Regions from separate parts of the Mus musculus genome. Here region 1 is linked to region 2. A link is a contact called in public Hi-C data. All regions are on one chromosome and are shown on one strand. The core of a region is the stretch at or near the end of the contact, and the rest is flanking DNA. Distances in the headings are between cores, read along the strand shown.

Region 1 (5,597 bases), core at 384-2,883, 53 kb after region 2:
TTTGATTCCTGTAGTCTAACAAATGGAAGGGGTGCCTTCTCAAAACAACAGAACAAAAACAACAAAATGTTTGCTTTTCTTTTTTTAAACTTGCCCAATGAATTGAAATTTTCAGCAAGTAAAATGAATATTGTGTAATTCAATAAATTAAATTGAGTATTTTGCTGGCACAAGGTATGCTTGTTTTAGATGCCTAAGAAAAAAGCAACTTCACACGAGGGAAGAAGGGGCCTTACAGTAGGATCAGAATGTCCCCAGAGAGTCGGGCAGAGACTGAGTCACCTTAAGTTCTGAATGGGTGACACGGAAACTCTGGCAATTGGCTGAACCAGTTTTTACAAAGCCAGGTGCATCAGATTAGTTAACCCGCGGAAAACTCATGGGATCTTTCAAGTTTCACGTCTTTTAGACGCCTCGCATGTCATTGCTACTGTGTTTGGGGACACTCCCCAAGAACCTGCCTTTTAAGCACCATTTTAAACTCTTGGACACACCCTCCCTCTTCTAAAGGATTCTAGGGAGATTTCCTCCCCCCACACCCCATCTCTTTGGCAGTCAAATGGTCTTTAAATAAATAATAAAAAAAACCCATACACTTTAGCAAAGATTTACAAAGTGCATCTTAGACCCTACCTCCCCTCTCCCTCTGTTGCTTGCCCTCCTGACAGACTGAAACTAAGTACCCTCTTGAATAGACCTAGAAAGTCACAGAACCCACCCCCACCCCGCGTCTTCTATCTTCTTGAAGAAGCCTCTCAGTGCACTGTCTGGTCTGCAGTTCACTGCAGGCAAATTCCCTCACTATTTCCCAGTCACCAGTTACACTGTCTCTGGAAACCGGTTTTTGTGACCTGCTCTATCTAATTGTTTTAAAGGGAAAAATATTTAAGGTTTGTAACGCATCTCTGGATTCTCTCCGTAGGTTCCGAGCATTGTATTTCGGTGAAGTCTGGGGTGAGGGCAGGCTCGAGGTCCAGCGGACAGACAGGGTAGCCTTCCCCAGGGCACCCTTTTCCAGGCAGCACAGGCTCGGTTCCCCCACGATGCTCGCTCCCGCATCGAGGCAGAAGAATCATCAGCTGCGCTATGAATTCCGCTTCTCTCGCAGTCACCGGATTAGTTCGGGTCTCAAGGGCTCGAACCAAAGTGACACTACCCTCTCCCCGACCCTTTCGTTCTCCTATGCGACAGGTCCCACTGCATGGAAGCCACCTTCTGCCCAGACCCAGTCCAGCGCCCGTGGCGCCCTCGCAGCGCCTCAGGAGCCCTTCCCCTGGGGAGGGGACCGGTGGCAGCATCCCTCCGGGGCGGGAAACAAAGGCCGAGGCGAGGCGACCAGGTGGGCAAGCCTCTTCGGGCACAGCCGCGGTGACCGCGGGGAGGATGGCGAGATGTATCAGAGGGTGGGAAAAGGGAAACCAAGGCTCGGAGACTAGCGAATGCTTGGGCTGCATCCTCCCTAGTGCAGGGCTCCCGGGGCAGGCGAACCCAGAGCCATCCCCCGCCGCTCCCTGGGACCCGGCATCAGAGGGACCGCCCCACTCCGCTCACCTCGGGAGAAGCGCTCCGGCTCCCTCCGACGGCTCCGGAGAAAGCCCCGCCGCTCGCGCTCGCGCACGCGCACTCGCGCCTTCGCCCCTCCGGCCCCCGCGGGCGCCCCTCCGACCGGGCTCTGGCCCGCCCCGGCCCTGTCCGTCAGCGTCCGCGAGAACCAATCGTGTCGCGTGGACAGCCCAGCGCTGGTCACGTGGCCTCACAAGCCAATCACCAAATTGCCCTCGGCAAGCGCCTGGCTCCGATGTCCCCGGGGGTTCGGTTGCTACCTAGTAGAGCGGGTGCGAGGCGGGCACAAAGGGCTGAGTCCCTTATTTCCGCGGATGAGTGGCGTCCAGTTGGCCAATTCCTACATCTAGTTATTTCTTAGATCCTAGCTTAAATAAGAATCACCTGGGAGTCTAGTTAAAGTCTGGGGTGTAAGCTCGAGAATCTGCATTTCTTACAAGTCCCCAAGTAGTGATGAACCTTCTCTTGGTCCAAGGCCATGCTTTAAGGAGCACTGTCAAAAAATGATGTGGCTAGCCCCTGCCCCGTTTATTTGTAAGTTTCACGACCTTTCTTGCCCTTCAGTGTTGAAGAGCATTCAGACGTGTGGTGAAGTGATGAGACCTAGAGTTTGAACAGCAGCTGAGGAAAGGGTATGGAGTATACCTGGGCCAACTTTATGTGTATGTGGAACAGACTGAGTAGAGACAAATGAGAACACTCCGTGCTAAAGTGCTCACACGTGTGGCTCAGTATCACTATGCGAGACTTGACCAGATACGAGAGAAACCATCCAAGTGGTTCCAGCCTTGTAGAATCTCAACAGCCTGTAATAAGACTTTACGTTTGAATTTTAAAACAATGTTTTAAAATAGCAGTCCTTAGCCTATCTGTCGCGACCCCGTTAAGGACCATGGCTACATATATTTTTATGTTATAACTCATATCAGTAGCAAAATTACAGTTATAAAGTAGGAAAACAATTTTATGGTGGGGGGGGGGGTCACCACAATATGAGGAACCATGTTAAAGGGTCGCAGCATGAGGAAGGTTGAGAACCACTGTTCTAAAAGGATGGAGATGTAAGTAACTAACGCTTTGGACAATTTAGGTATAAAATGCAGAGCTTGAAACGTAGTTTCCCTTGAGGGTTTTTAAAGTTATCTAAATAATCCTTTGTTGCTAAGTCAGATAACCAATGCCTCTGCATCCTCAAACTTGAGATGGACATTTTTTAGACTAGACAACTAACAGGTTTGCTGTCCAGTATTGCCAAGTTTATTATTCAACAATGTTTCAGGATAGTTCAAGAGCACATACACACACATACACACACACAGAGACACACACACATACATACACACACTGTCTCCCTATGTAGTTGAGGCTGGCCTGGAATTTATGACCCTCTCTCAGTGTTCCAAGTGCTGGGATGCTGGGCATGCTGTACCATGCCCAACTCTCAAGAGCCTTCAATATTAAGCTTTCTAAATCCTCCTTCTACCAGCATTCCTGGCCAAAAGATAGGAACACGTGCCAAGTCATTTTATTTTACTCTTCATGGAGGTGATCAAGCTGTCACCTAGGGGACTTCTGCCTTTGTCTGCATGTCAGGTGCCTCTGGCTTCTCAGCCAGGAGTGAGACCCACTTAACAGTCTCAGGCATCATTCATTGGACTTCTCCTATCAGAGGTCACCTAGCTCAAAATGCAGAGTTTCAGGCCACCCTGAGCCTACACAACAATAGTCCAGCGGTCCTGGACAGAGCGGTTCTGGACAGAGAGGAGTAGGAAGATGCCTAAGCAAGAGAAGTAGGCCTCCAAGATTCTTCTGCAGTCTGGAAACCATGTTTCCTAGCATGATTTGCATGTTACATAGTTTCTCAGAAACAAGCTGAGACCAAGCAGCTGGGAGAGTCTGACCAGATCTGACCAGAATGATGCACATTCCATAAGCTCAGCGGTTGCTGAGAATACTTGTAAAAGCCGCTACATTTATGAAGTTTGGCCCTTTGTTTTGTACTTGAGACAGTGTCTCAAGCCGTCCAGGCTGGCCTTCAACTTTCTTATGTAGCTGAGGATGACCTTGAACCCCTGAGCCTCCTGCCTCTACCTCCTAAGTGCTGGGATTACAGCCCGAGCCAATTAAATCCATCTTAGGCTCATTTTTTAACAAGGAAAAATAACAACTCGAGATCATAAATCATTAATGACACCAGCATGCTGTAAACAGAGGGAAGTTTCCACGTAGTTTGTGAAAATAGATTTTCCAAGGCCAAAAATAACTCATAGGTAACGAATACCACCAAGGCTATTGAATGGAACAAATTGAGATGTTAAGTCTACAACCAGGCGTAATTTCGGTGAGATGACTACATATTTTGGAAAGCGCCTATTACCTCTTGTCAACCACACCAAATTGGTTGGCTCTCTAGTGATAATGCCACCTGTTTGATGCCTTTAACTGAAAAATCCTCTCTTTGGGATATACAGAGAGTTTTGTCTCCAAGGCTTTCCCCCAAAGTATGCATCAAATACCACCTAAAACGCAGATGCCCAGCAAGAACTTCCTCCAGCTCGTATACAAATTCTGAACCCAGTAGTGGTTAAATTTGAGTCCAGACTGTCCCTCCAGATACGGATAATCAGCAGACAAGCGTGCCTTCAACTCAAACAGCTGTGCTATTCACGTAACTTGCTGTACTAGCTAAATAAGGGAGCCGAGTCTATTTTAAAGACTTCTCAATTCTCTTCACTGGGCCTTTATCAAATGCTGTTACTTTGTGTAGTGAGGTGACTAGTACCAGAGTCTTTGAGAATGGTTGTCCCCCAGTTAATCTGTGGAATGGTCTTTGCCACAGTAGTGACTGACCTAGTTCTTAGGCGAGTCAGAGGTCCCCTCAGAACACTCAGCAGCCATCTTGCTAGTAATGGACTTTATTTGCAGTACCAGAACCACAGACGCCCCGAGTGTGAGCCTGCAAACCAGCTTCCCCCCTCTGACGCTTTAAAAATATATTTCACAGCAACCAAGTGGGAGAGGAATTTTCTCACCCTTGTAAACTTGTAGCTTTATTTATTGGGGGGAAATAAGGACAGTTATAACAGATATTTAACTACCATGACTGATGTAAACTTTTAACTGTAGAAAAGAATTTACTTCCTCCCTGTGAGTGTCATCATTATTAAAAGAGGTGCAAGAAAGCAAAAGGATCCTTGCTTGGGGATGTGAATTTGAAAAGAGAAGGAGAGAGAGAGAAAGACAGAGAGGGAGAGAGAGGGGAGAGAGAGAGAGGGAGGGAGAGGGAGAGAGAGAGAGAATATGAATCCACACTGCCATCCACTTTCCATTCCTCACCCAGCTTTCTTCCTAGACACAGCCCAGTCTATCCTGTCTCTGGGCTTGGCATGGGTGTGTTAGCATCTGATAGGGGTCAGCTCAGCTCGGGCAAGGTTCTCTAACCTGGAAATTGCTCACTAAGAGATTTACGTATATTGGAAAAGAAGAGATAAAGTTGAAACCACCCCACCCAGTTGCCAGCTCCCAGAAATCCACATGTGCTTCATCAGAACCAGAAGCCCAGCAGTGTTTTATCAGCACTAATTGCATTTTTATCTCATAATAAATAGCTTTTCCAAACTTAATTGACTTCATTCATGAAGTCCCACCAATTAGACAAGATTCTAGTTTCCATCTGTCATATGAATCCAGCCAGGATAACAAATTTTTATCTATGTATTCATGTTTTAATGACAGTACTTCTTTCCATTTATTGTTACTGTGTACACACTAAACACAAGATATTTTTGTAGAAAGGTTTAATTTTTTTAAAACAAATTAATAAAATGTAAGGAATATCAACACCCTAGTATGCTTTATAAAATATTTAGACATTAAATGCATTTAAATAATGTTTATTCTTTTATACCTACTCTAACTTTAGAAACATAAAGTACCATCGGAGCCCCCACGTGACCTTCCCAACAACAGATGTGTTCGGTGTAGACTGCACATTGCCCTGCTTAGGCACACAAAGGGGGAAGGTTTATGGAAAG
Region 2 (6,157 bases), core at 622-3,121:
GAGATTCAGGCCACCTCAGTTTTGATGAAGATGTTACAATATCACATGTCTAGCCCTAACAAGAATGTATCTTCAAAGACCCCTGCCCCACCAACTCTTCCTCATTTAATAGGAATCCAATGGGAAATTCCAAGACTTGCCAAGATCAGACAGCTCTCTTGGTCTAGTAAGAGCTAGCACTTTCCTACCTAGATGCTCAACCAACGTGCTTTCCTCTGTTCTGCTCTGTCTGTGAGGTCCAGGTGGAGTCAGTCAGGTTTGAGAGTCTGTGATCTGCCCCCATGACATAGCAAGGTTGTGTTCAGAGACAAAGTTCCTGTCAATCATCAGCCCTTAGGAGGGTCAAGCAGAATATAAAAGCTATATGGCCTCCTTAGGCCACTTTCCCCAGACTTCAAATTTCCCTTCACTAACAAGGAAAGCATGCCCTCCACCCATCCACTCTTGCGAAACAGCCGAGCCTTAGAAACTATAGCTGTTTGCTGACAGAGTTCTGGAGGAGCCTTCCAAGCCTAAAGTGCTCACAGGAGCTCTCCTAAACACCTTACTAAATCAGGACCCATCACTCTTTTGGCAAGCAATGTGACGTTGAGGTCTCGCTGGCAATATAATCCCCACCCTTTCACAGCTGGGCTCTGCATAAGGAGTGGAGAGACCTTCAGATCCGAGTCTCCTGCTACATACTGTCCCTGTAATGTATGGGCCTGACTGAAATCTGACCATCACAGACTCACTCGCCATTGGTGCTCTGTCCTGGTGGTAACCTCGGATCTCTTTTGGGCACTCCTGTGAGAGTTATTAGTTCTTAGTTTATTCTGTCAGTTAAACACAGGATTGCTCTATATGGTCCAGGCTAAACTCCAACCTGCAATGCCTCTGTCTTCACCTCTCAAGTGCTGAGATTAGGATTAGAGCCCTGTGTACCATCACATCCTGCTAGAAACATCACCTGATCTTATACACTCATGGCGGCCCTGTCTGAATGCTGACACTAGGTCACTCTACACAACTCAGAGAAAGATAAAATATGATTCCTGGAACTGCAAAAAAAAAAAAAAAGTCAATATATACATTAAGGTTTTCTGGCAAAGTAGGAAAGAAATACTCAGTATTGGGGGTTGGGAGGGAAGAGTTTAATTCCTCAGGGATGGCTCTCCAGATTCAAATCACATGGAATGTGGGACACCTGTAAACACTCCAGAAGCAAGAGCCTCTCCAGGGGTCTATTTTTCTAAGCACTCTACTGCTGTAAAGCTCTCAGTGCCTCTTCATACCTACAGAATAAAACACACAGCTCCTAGGCAGGCAGGCTTGTGATTTTAGCCATCAGTTCAACACTATTTAAATAAGACTGCCCACAGTCCACACTGCATTAGCCATTGACTTAGTGTGAAATAAATCAGGCCACAGTTTTGTGACTTTAAAGAATAAACCCTGACTGTGTGACCCAGAGGCTCTGGCGGAGGGAGCTGAGGGCGGTTGAAATGAGTGGTTCCAGCTCAGGGTCTCCAGTGGGTCTCCCATGCTGTACAGAGCTGCAGCTGTCCAAAGGTAGGCCTCTGCTTTGAAAAAAATTTCCAAGAATTCCCTGAGAGGATATGTCAGTGTCTTCAAGACAAGTAGTAATGCCTGCTGTGAACCAGTTACAATTATATAGCATGGTTTCTGCACTGCTCTACTGGCCAAGAAGGTCAATGCTACTCAGCAGGGGAGGACTCTAGAAAAGGGTGTGGCCACCAAGAGGTGGGGTTCTGAGCGCCCACACTGATGCTTGTAGTTCTGCCATGTTGCTTTCTTAGTAGGTGTGCCTCTCCTCTCCCCAGCGTGAGAGCTGTCGAGAGTGGCCTCAGTCCCTGCTGCTGCAGCACTGGAATTTGGTTTCCTCCAAGCCTTGGTCTTAGCTCTCACATCTGTACCACAGCTACTCTAGTCCTGACCACAAGACGTCACTGTGAGAACCAGACGAAACCCCGTAAAGGGAAGTACTTCGTACGTTGTGATTCCGTAAACGACTTCGCAGGAAGAACACCTGTTCTCCTGCATGAATGTTTATGAAGCTGTGTGGATGGAGAGCCCAAGCTTTTCAGTCTGGTCTCTGACTACACCGGGTGTATCCTTATGCGTCCTTTGCAAATTCCACATTGGTTTACCCGGCCGGCAGTCACCCCTGAAGGGCAGACTCTTCAGAACACTGAGAATAGACAGTAAAGATTTGACTAATGGAATGCCCAGCCTTCAGAAGCAACTTCACCTTCAACTCCTCCCCAGAGAAAGAACTCCCCTGACGCCCACACTGTCCATGAACAACACACACAGAGAAGGCTGACTTCTTTCTCATGTACCCAAAGCACCTGAAGTTCGTGGCAGAGAAAACAGATTAATATTCTCAAAAGTTCTTAAGTACTAAAAGCCAAAGGCTCTAGTCTAAATGATTTTTTTTTTAAACAAATGCCTGCCTGCCCAGCTTTTTCTTCTACCTAAGAAGAAAACATTTGTTTTCTTAGGTAACTGTGTAAAACAGTTAAAACACTCTGTGTAAAACACAGAGTAACTGTGTAAAAACAGACTTCTTAATGTTTTAATATTTATTTATTGAGTTGGGGTTCACACATGCTATGGTACATGGAGGTCATAGGACAACATCCAAGGCTCAGTTCTCTCTTTCTACCATGTGGGTCTTGGGGATCAAACTTGTGTTGCACCCTTGGCCACAGGTACTACCCACGGAGCCATCTCATTGGCCAATGATGCTAAAATTCAAAACATACACACACACACACACACACACACACTTGTGTGTTCTGTTAAGTCAACTACTTAATACAGATGCAGCTGTAAAGGACCTTTGTAGACAGTTAAAGCTAAGAATGAGTTGATGTTTGAGACAGTAACATTGTCAGGGGTGTGTGTGTCCCAACACCATTATCTGAGTCCTAAAAGCAAAATTACAGATGCATGAAGGGAGGGAATCCAGGAGGCGGCAGCAGGAGGAGAGCGGGTGAGACTAAAAGCATGACAGGAACTTAGCCTACCACTGCAGGCTGGGCAGATGGAGGAGGGAAAGCAATCCAAGGAATGTGGGCAGCTTCGAGAGGAGAATGACCCTGCTGACAGCTGGCAGGAAATGAGAATCTGGGTGTCCCAAACACAAGACACCAGATGCCTCCTGCCCATCTGGTGGATCTGTAAGTATGCCTTCACTTCACCCTAGTGAAATCTGCCCATTTGTACCAAGAAGTATGAATACAGCCATCAGCATAGAATGGGATGTGTGTCTGTGAGTGCAGGCAGGAGTAGGGGGAGAAAGAGAACAAGAGACACAGAAAGAGACAGAGACACAGAGAGAAAGAGAGAGACACTGAGAGAAAGAGAGACAGAGACACAGAGACACTGAGAGAAAGAGAGATAGAGACACGGAGAGAAAGAGACACAGACAAAAGACACAGAGAGAAAGAGACACAGAGAGAAAGAGACACTGAGAGAAAGAGAGACAGAGAGACAGAGACACAGAGAGAAAGAGAGATACACAGAGAGAGACAGAGAGAAAGAGAGACAGAGAGACAGAGACAGATAGACAGACAGACAGAGAGAGACAGAAACACAGACCTACATATTTCTACATCATAAAGAAGCCTCCATTCGAAACAAGGACTGAACTGAAGAACTGGGCAAGTACCGTCTGTCTACACAATGGTTGGTGTATGGCCTTCTGAGATCATCATACCCAGGTGCTGGCCTCATGCGCCCTTTCTTCCTGTCCCCACGTGTTATCAATGCAAATGGCAGCTTCCCAGGTGACCAGAACCTGATTTCTCAGTAAGCCAGGAAGGATCACAGCTACTCATGTGATAATGTTACCTTTTCTACGCTTTTAATCGGGCCACTCCAGCCACCTCAGCCTCAGAACATTAGTCCTGAGCTCCTGACTGGATGATACTCTGCTGTCTCTGCTACTAGATTCTTAGCCTTTTATCTTTTGCTTGCTGTACCGTTAACAAACTCACTCTCTCAAAACCGGTATGACAGCTACCCACGGGTCATTCTCCAGCCATACAGAACAATATTCTAGTTAAGGTAGGCAGATTTACCCCCCACAGTATCAGTGTATGAATGAACTGATAACAATTCAACTGGACTGTTAGCATTACAACACCTGCACAAGGTTGGGCTCTGGGGGGGCGGGGGGGTTCATGAGGCCCCTCCCATTGCTGAAGAAATATAGATAAGTGGTGGATGGGGGAGGGGCTAATTACTTTCCTCAGTGGTACAGTCACTGGTCAGTTGCCCATGCTCCAGTAAATAACCTCCTACCATTGCTCAGGAAAGCAACTCTTATTAAACTCCCACCTTCACAAGTCACGAAAGTAGGAGGTAGACCTGTTGGGAAGGAGAAGGGATCTGGTGAAAGAAGATGGGGGGTGAATAGTGAACATGACTAAAATAAGTAAATAATATATATTTATTATTCCATATATATGAACATATATATGAAATTATCAAAGAATAAAATTAAAAATAAGAGTTGATTACAATTCACTGCCTTTCATTTAAAATAAGTTAATTTAATAAAGAAATAACCATAGGGTCCATTAAAGCCACAGAAACGATACAGCATGTAGACCAATGCACTGATCCATGTTTTGTCCCATTCCAATGGTGACCACCCCGAGCATCAGGGTGCTGTGTCCGAACAGATGACTGCTCAGCCAATCCTAATGACAGACTTGGCCTCCCTAATTGGCCCCGAGAAACAATGGCAAAGCTGTCATAGTGCGTAGCACAATGCCTCAGCTCTTAGAGATGATCTGGCAAGTAGCTATTCAAATGTCTATTATCAACCAGAAATGTTCTTAAAGAGTTATTGATGCTTCGATTTATTCCAAGTCAAACATCCAAACGCACGTTGAAAGCTCTGCTCTGAGCCGTAAGTCATTCAAACCCTCCTCTTTGTGTGATGCACTGTTAGCGTGGATCTATAAAAATGAACTACAGTTGCTTTAGGAGGGAAAGAAGGTTTCCTATTCAAGAGAGCAGCCCCGGCAGCAGTCTCCCCACAGAGCGTTCTTGCCCTATGAGGCGAATCACACGTGACCTCCACTAAAAAACGTTCAGTCTCCTCTTCAAACTCTGCACACTGGGAACTACCGCCATCTGTGCCCTATAACTAACTCCATCTCTCCACATTACTTCACCTCACCCCCTTTCCCCTCCAGCCCACATTTCCTACTCCCCCTTCAAATACACCCTTAGAAGATCCTCTCCACTGGGGGGGGGATGGTCTCCTCCCTCAAAGGCCTCCCCTTCTAACCCTAGGAATCCCACTTGTGAAGATCCAACATCAGGCTCTATAGCCTCTGCCTGTGTGAAAAAGTCTTGCCTTCCCTTCTGTCAATCTTACCAGCTAGACTCGCTGGCCCAGAGCCCCCTTGTCATGGCCCTGGCTTTGCTCGGCAGCTGTTCTAAGACTTGTCTTGATAATAGGACTACAGTTACCTGAAAGCAAGGAACACAGCCATCCTCCTGGCGCCCTGAGCTGATGGAATTAGCATTTCTTCATTGTGGACAACAGCCAGAAAGGGGCTGTAGGGCTGCCTTTTTATTTACTTTTATTTGGTTCCTTTTCTGGCCCAGCCACCATCTGGTCCCAAGTGACCATACCAAAGCCTATCATAATGCCACAGCTTCATGACATTTTTTAAGAGCCAGCATAAACAAACAAACAAACAAACAAGAATCAAGAAAGAAAAGAGAACAACATTCTCCGAGCCAGTTCAAATGAGCATCTGTTCTCCCAAACAAGGGCTGAGCACTGCAGCAAGCTGCCACCTCCTGTAGCCATAAGGCCAAGTTGGAGAGTTTGTTGGAGAAGACTCAGTTTACACAGTTATCACTGACGAACAAGAAATGAGACCCTCGTGTGGGATGGTAAGGTACTAAGGGACTCCCTTGGCAGCACTGAGAACTCCCTTAGGCCTGGAATGCGGAGAGTAAGCAGGTCAAGGAGACACGGGGCCCTTTCTGACAGAGAACACAGGAAGGGACCGGAGAGGAAGCAGACAAGGCGGAGTCACACACATCTCTGAGAGTGTCACTTGCAGTTAACCACCAGTGACCCTTACTAAGAGAAAGTCAAGCAGATGCAAGGTCCTAAAGCTGA

What was found. Hi-C and Micro-C count contacts between places; a contact is called where the count stands out from the background.
Region 1: a Hi-C map of pre-B cells shows a contact between it and region 2, with 2.0 times the contacts expected there. The contact joins the promoter of Tmem108 here to the enhancer-like site in region 2. A contact is called at or near these places in 1 of 39 promoter capture datasets (macrophages), 2 of 15 datasets of contacts at CTCF or cohesin (large pre-B cells and pro-B cells), 34 of 484 Hi-C or Micro-C datasets (B cells, DN3 thymocytes, the HL-1 cell line and 17 more), 6 of 115 datasets of contacts at active chromatin or transcription factors (the SCID.adh cell line, embryonic stem cells and large pre-B cells) and 3 of 9 other capture datasets (adipose tissue, embryonic stem cells and liver).

Annotation. Positions count from the first base shown.
Region 1 is chr9:103,760,204-103,765,800 of GRCm38.p6, forward strand. Tmem108 (transmembrane protein 108) reads right to left here and starts at 1,634. Exons shown (of 6, transcript NM_178638.4): 1 at 1,552-1,634.
Region 2 is chr9:103,706,825-103,712,981 of GRCm38.p6, forward strand. All of the region lies in intron 2 of Tmem108 (transmembrane protein 108), which reads right to left. Among named protein-coding and RNA genes, the nearest start is that of Gm46129, 11 kb to the right of the region's middle. Within about 2 kb of position 1,872, at least 55 of the 459 cell types and tissues checked have an H3K27ac peak or open chromatin away from gene starts, as enhancers often do. A contact at or near this core is called in B cells, DN3 thymocytes, the SCID.adh cell line and 5 more, where this site is marked.